2 separate regions of the Mus musculus genome follow, and region 2 is linked to region 1. The links are chromatin contacts, called in public promoter capture Hi-C maps. All regions are on one chromosome and are shown on one strand. Each heading gives the region's core, a stretch centred on a gene start, on an enhancer-like site or on the middle of the called end of the contact. The rest is flanking DNA. Distances are from core to core; before and after follow the strand shown. Region 1 overlaps Aatk (apoptosis-associated tyrosine kinase). Region 2 has its middle 14 kb from the start of 2900052L18Rik.

Region 1 (3,128 bases), core at 172-2,671:
CTGTTATTCAGTGCCCAAGTCCCTGATGGGGGATGGGCAGGAAGAGACAGCCAACTGGAATGGCCAGAACCACACAGCCAGGAATGCTCTTAAACTCTCAAATCTGCATGTGTACCTGGGTTTCTGAAGCCCACCTGCACCAGGGGAGCCCCAGGGACCCTCCTCCCAGACTGACTAAAGCCAACCACAACCCGCAAACACAGAAGTTATCCAAACTGGCTCCATCCTGGGTCCCAACTAAGTGCCACTGAGGCCTAGGAACCATAGAGATCATGCAAAGTGATTGGTTAAAGAAAGGAAAGGCAGATGGTTCGGGAGAGATGGCTCAGCAGTTAAGAACACTAACTGCTCTTTCAGAGGTCCTGAGCTCAATTCCCAGCAACCACATGGTGGCTCACAACCATCTGTGATGGGATCCGATGCCCTCTTCTGGTTAGTCTGAAGACAGCTACACTGTATGTATATGTATATGTATATGTATATGTATATGTATATGTATATGTATATGTATATGTATATGTATATGTATATGTATATGTATATGTATATGTATATGTATATGTATATGTATATGTATATGTATATGTATATGTATATGTATATATGAATATGAAAGAGAGAGAGAGGAAGAAAGGAAGGAAGGAAGGAAAGAAAAGAAAAGAAAAGAAAAGAAAAGGGAAAGGGAAAGGGAAAGGGAAAGGGAAAGGGAAAGGGAAAGGGAAAAGGAAAAGGAAAAGGAAAAGGAAAAGGAAAAGGAAAAAGGAAAAGGAAAAGCTAGGCCAGGCAATGGTGGCGCACGCCTTTAATTCCAGAGCTCGAGAGACAGAGGCAGGCAGATCTACAGCCTGGTCTTAACTCTGTCTCAAAAAACCAAAATAAATAAATAAATGGAAAGGGAAGGGAGAGCTAGATGCATGAGAGGACCGTGCAGCACCTCAAGTATGATTCGGGGTTGGCCCGGCCCCCAGACATTCCCTGGCACTAACACCAAGAGAGCTAGGCCCAACATCTTTAGCTGACATGGGTAGAGATGGGGATGGAAAAGCCATGGCCCTTGGCCTGGGACCAAGGCTCTGTAGGAAAGGGTAGAGGTGAAAGGCAGGTGATGCTGTGCTGTGGTTCACACAAGTCACAACACTGAGTACCAGGCACCATCCTGTCTCTGGACACTGAGAGCGACAGGGCCTCGGTTTGGGTTGGAAGCATCACTGTATAAGCAGGCCTTACAAATCTAAGTCTCTGTAGTGGGCGGCCTGCAATTCCACCCGGGCTCAGGAGCACAGACAGAAAACCACGCCCAGCTAGGGCATGCTGACAGGACGGCCCTGCCCACCATCAAGCTGACCGCCCATTCTAAACCGTCACACTGAATAAAACAGAAAGTGTGTGCATGCCTTCGCGGTTCTCCCTGTGTCTTAGGAAGCGCTTTAAACATTAACCACACTGAGGCCTTGGCTCCGCTGAGGTCATTAGTGCCTCCTACCCAGTCCTATGCTAGTTGTTGCCCTGAGAGGCCCAGTTCACAGGCGCCCCCACCCTGGCCGTCCATCTCCCACACTCCCTCGCAGGACTTGGCTGGGGGATGTGGTCAGGAATCATTACACAAAGCCACATTTGCATAGGAGTGGGACCTTACCATGGGGTGGGTGTCCAAAAACACTTTCGTTAAGATTTCTGTCATCAGTCTTGTCTGCAAGCACCCAGATCCACTACAAGCTCCAAACTCCACATCACTCAGCTCCCGGGAGCAGCCATGTTGGTGCCACTCCTGTACTGCTGAGGCCTGTCTGATGGGAGCTGGGCGATCCCCTCCACTGTGCGGTGTCAGCCAGCCCTCTCCTCTCTATTCTTTTTTTTTTTTTAAAGATTTATTTATTTTATGTACACTGTCGCTGTCTTCAAACACACCAGAAGATGGCATCAGATCCCATTACAGAGGGCTGTGAGCCACCATGTGGTTGCTGGGAATTGAACTCAGGACCTCTAGAAGAGCAGTTAGCGCTCTTAACTGTTGAGCCATCTCTCCAGCCCCCTCTCCTCTCTATTCTTATTGCTGTTGATTGGTTGGCTTTGTTTTCCCAAAGACAACGTTTCTCTATGTAGCTTTTGCTGTCCTGGAACCCACTCTGTAGACCAGGCTGGCCTCGAACTCAGAGATCGCCTGCCTCTCTGCCTCTGCCTCCCGAGTGTTGGGATCAAAGATGTGTGCCACCTGCCCAGGATCTCTTAGCTACTCATGTTACCCCCAACCCCCAGATGCTGAGATTTTCCAGAAATTGAACCGTGTTTGGGTAGTGACTGCCTTTGTGTCTCAGGAGGCCCAGGTTTGGTGGGAGTGTACTTGCGGTTGTCAGAGTGACCCCAAGGCTGCCCACTTGCTTCTCCCTCTGGCCTGCAGCTGTGTCACCTGCTTAGCCTGGCCAAGGAGACTTTGCAGATATTGGTAGATCTTCCCATAGCTCCATGGGTGGTGGCCCTTTGACCCTTTGCTGTCAACCAATGGGATTGACCTTAACCTTTTGACCCCAGTTGTCAGGGAAGCCATTGAAAATAAACATGTGGCCCTTCTCAGGGGAGGGAAGCCTCAGAGGTGAGCACATTCCTCAGATCCTCTTTGCCTCCCAGGTGACACAGGACAGGCCACATGGGGAGGAGAAGGTACCCATAAACAGGCAGACCAACCTTGGCAGCAGGGCAGGTATACCAGGCCCTGATTGGACTAGAGCTCCCAGCAACACTCACAGTGTGACGGGTCAGGCTGGCCGGCAGCCAGTGCTGATGTGAGCATGGTTCGGGCCTCTCCCACCCCCTTCCCTTCTGTTTGAATGCTAGGCAGACACTCTGTTGCTGCCTGGAAGGTTCTGGACAGAAGTGTGCCTCTCAGGTCACATGCTTATTAGCTGGGCCGGACACACCCCTCAAGCCCTCAGGCTCATTCTGCACTCGGCCACTGTCTGGAAACACGGGGCCAGCTGAGGCACAAGAGGAATTAAGGACGGAGGCTGGGGGAAAAGGACGGGCAGGCACCTGCAGTGCAGTCAGAAACCCCCAAAAGTGAACGTGGCTTTGATCTGGTCCTGGCTGTACAGCTCTACCCAACATGGTCCTGTTCCAACCTGTGAGTCCCT
Region 2 (3,128 bases), core at 276-2,775, 190 kb after region 1:
ACACCTCTGTTCCGGTTCTGGGAGCTTCGGCAACTGTGGGGGAAATGATTTTTTGTTGACTCATATGCACAGGCTGTGGTCATCAAAGAGGTTTTATTTATTTATTGTTTGTTTGTTTGTTTAACGTGTGTAAGTGTGGGAAAATTGAGGCAGGGAGGGGAACTCCAGGGCCTCATTCAGCCTGGTGCTTGGTGACCACACAGCTGTCAGCCTCACCCACGTGCTGGGACTTGGCTTGAGGCATGGATACAAGGAAGAGATATGAGAGACTGTCCAAGTCACCAACCGCCACCACAGCAGATCCAAGGGCCACTGCTCAGGCCTCCTTTGGGGGTCCTGGGGTGACGCCCTCCCAGAGAAGCCTTCCTCTGCAGGCTTTCTGACGCCACCCTGATCTGCCTCATGGTGTCCCCTCCCTGACCTCCTCCCTGAGGCTCCATCCTGTCCCTTCCCGCCCTTGCCATGACCCGATCTGAATTCCTGCTTTCCAATCCCTAAGTTCATGTCCCTGGCGGGAAGGGCCCACTTCACACACCAGCTCCTGACGTCAGTCTGGTGGGCAGCCACACAGGGCCCAGATCTCTTAGAGGCGCTCCAACCCCCTTTGACCCACAGCTTACTGAAGTACCCCTCAGACAATCAGCCCCAGCGCTAGAGGCAGGAGTGACCTCACCCTCCAACCCCTTCACTCCTGAGTCCCCAGACATCGTGCTAAAGTCATTCCTGGCCCTGGTCCTTCCCATCCCCAGTGCCTTCTCTCTCCCCCTGCCCTGGCCCCCCATCTTTGATTCTAGAGCTAGAGGCTTTAGTGGCCTTCAAGAACCTCTGGGATTCAGCCACTCTGTCCATCCAGAGGCTGCCTCTAGGTGATCATTCCTCCGTCTCCCCTTCCTAACCCAAGGGAAGACCTAGGCTTCCTTTCCCTTCTGGACACCTTAGGGCCTTTGCTATTCCGGAAGCACCCACTCCTCATTCCTGTGGGACCTGCTCCTTACCTCCTGCAGCTGTCCTCAGATGTCAGCACGACTTAAAATGGCAGCCCCACGTGTGTGCTTTGTTCATAATCTGGCCCTTGCTTCCTCATAAGCCCCAGAGTCTGGCTCCGTGTGGGATTTCTCTTCCTGTCCACATGTCAGACCCACAGGCCCTAGATGAATGATTGTGGCTGAACCGTAGAGTTCGCTGGCTGCACAGCCGGAATAGGAAGGCATGCCCTTTGCCTCCAGCTGCCTCCTCAGGACAGACCTCAAGAGGCTGTGCTTGGGACATTTCTGGAATAGGGTGGGCTAGGGGTCCTGCCTGGGTAGGGTAGGTGGAAGAGCCACCCCCTGGGAACTGCAACATGATCTTGGTCAGGCCTTCAGCTGCCCAGCCTGCAGCTCAGTTCACTGCCTGAGGATCACACAGAGGCCAGAATGCAGCCACTGGGCTGCTGAAGGAGGGAGCTGAATAGACACACAGGGCCAGACCACTGATAAGCTTTGGAGCCCGCCTGCAGCCTTGTCCTGAGGCCTCTCTGCTTAAACCTGTGGGTGGGCTTTGAGTAGCCAGTAAAGGCCCAGATGATTGGCACAGGAACAGTCAAATAGACCCGTGGACAGGAAGGCGGGTCCAGGAAGCTTCCCCTCCCCCACCTGCTGATTTATAACAAAGACCACTGCAGTGCAGCAGGCAGTACAGCCCATCATTGCAGGCTGCCTCGTCAGCTGGACAGTGACAGGGGAAAACTGCCCCAGTCCAGCACCGCATCATATAGATATTTAAAAAGAATTAGAAGTGGATCGTGGACCAGAGGTGAAAAGTAAGACCCTTGGTCTAGAATAAAAGGCAGGAGCTTTTCTAGACATTGTTCCGCAGAGATTTCTTCTGCGGGACAACAATGGCAGTAACCATGAAAACCAGACTGGACCTCATGGAACAAGAACTTGAAAACCATGGGTCTGTGGGTAAAAGTGTCTGCCACCACGCCGGATGACCTGAAATGGATCCCCGACCTACGGTGGAAGAGAACTGACTCCTGCAGGGTGTCCTCTGGCCTCCACCCATGCATTTGGCACGTGTACACATACTGACCCACAAATAGATAAATGCAATGAATTTTTAATAATTGACTTTTATTTTATGTGCACTGATTTCAGGCTGTATATATGCTTTTGCGAGGGTGTCAGATCCCTTAAAACTGGAGTTACAGACGCTTGTGAGCTGCCGTGTGGGTGCTGGGAATTGAACCCAGGTCCTCTGGAAGAGCAGCCAGTGCTCTTAACCACTAAGCTATATCTCCAGGCTCTGTAACAATTTACTTTTAAATGGTAGTAGGGTAGCCGCATAGTAGAATGTTCTCGTAACGATGCACAAAGCCCTAGGCTTGATCCCTGGCACCACAGGGCAGGGGAGACATTAAGACCTTGGAGGGGCTATTAGGAGAGTAAATGAGTAAGCTTCATGCCCTTCCACCTCTGTGTGCCTTAGTAGATGGACAGAGAGATGTTTGTTCAAGAGTTTGCATCCATACTATACGAAGCCGCAAATCAGTAAGAAACAGCAAAGCAGTCATTTTGTGGACCAGAAAGGCATCTAAACGGCTTGTCTGCAGGTGACGAAATGGCCTCTCCAATCATTAGGGTAGGGAGGCTTTCCCGAGGATGTTATTTCATACTCCCTAGAACGGCTAAGCTAAGAAAGACCAATCTGAGTCGGTGAGGCTCAGGAAGAGTGCATGGCAGGCTGACCGCGGCCAAGAGCCATTGGCTACTACTACACATCCTGATTCCGGGTGGGGACCCAGCTGCCCCACTCCTAGCTGTAGTTAACAGGCCATGGCTCAGTCTCTACGTCAACTTGACTGGGCCGGGAGATGTCCAGACATAGACTCTGGGTGTGTCTTTGAGGGTATGTCCAGGTGAGGTTATCCTTTGACAGGGTGCATGCAGACTGAGCGCGGAAGCCCTTCCTGACTGGGGAGGACCTCATCCCATCAGTTGAAGAAAGGACTAAATGGGACAAAACTGCTGATCCACCTGAGAGTAGGAGGGACTTTCTTCCAGTCTGACTGAGCCGCAATACGCAGCACCATCTGCCGCCCTGTGCTGCGGAACTTATCAGCTCCGTAATCACACAAGACAAGTCCT

The links. Promoter capture Hi-C pulls out the DNA fragments that hold promoters and counts their contacts.
Region 2: a promoter capture Hi-C map of the HPC-7 cell line shows a contact between it and region 1, with 3 times the contacts expected there. The contact joins two enhancer-like sites. A contact is called at or near these places in 6 of 39 promoter capture datasets (the C10 cell line, the HPC-7 cell line, the SN4741 cell line and 3 more), 1 of 15 datasets of contacts at CTCF or cohesin (embryonic stem cells), 33 of 484 Hi-C or Micro-C datasets (the Ba/F3 cell line, the C2C12 cell line, the G1E-ER4 cell line and 7 more), 5 of 115 datasets of contacts at active chromatin or transcription factors (all in embryonic stem cells) and 4 of 9 other capture datasets (adipose tissue, embryonic stem cells, liver and 1 more).

Annotation. Positions count from the first base shown.
Region 1 is chr11:120,027,125-120,030,252 of GRCm38.p6, forward strand. The region is part of intron 1 of Aatk (apoptosis-associated tyrosine kinase); the gene reads right to left. Among named protein-coding and RNA genes, the nearest start is that of Mir338, 14 kb to the left of the region's middle. Within about 2 kb of position 1,422, at least 30 of the 459 cell types and tissues checked have an H3K27ac peak or open chromatin away from gene starts, as enhancers often do. A contact at or near this core is called in the HPC-7 cell line, where this site is marked.
Region 2 is chr11:120,215,571-120,218,698 of GRCm38.p6, forward strand. No RefSeq gene overlaps it. Among named protein-coding and RNA genes, the nearest start is that of 2900052L18Rik, 14 kb to the right of the region's middle. Within about 2 kb of position 1,526, at least 92 of the 459 cell types and tissues checked have an H3K27ac peak or open chromatin away from gene starts, as enhancers often do. A contact at or near this core is called in the HPC-7 cell line, where this site is marked.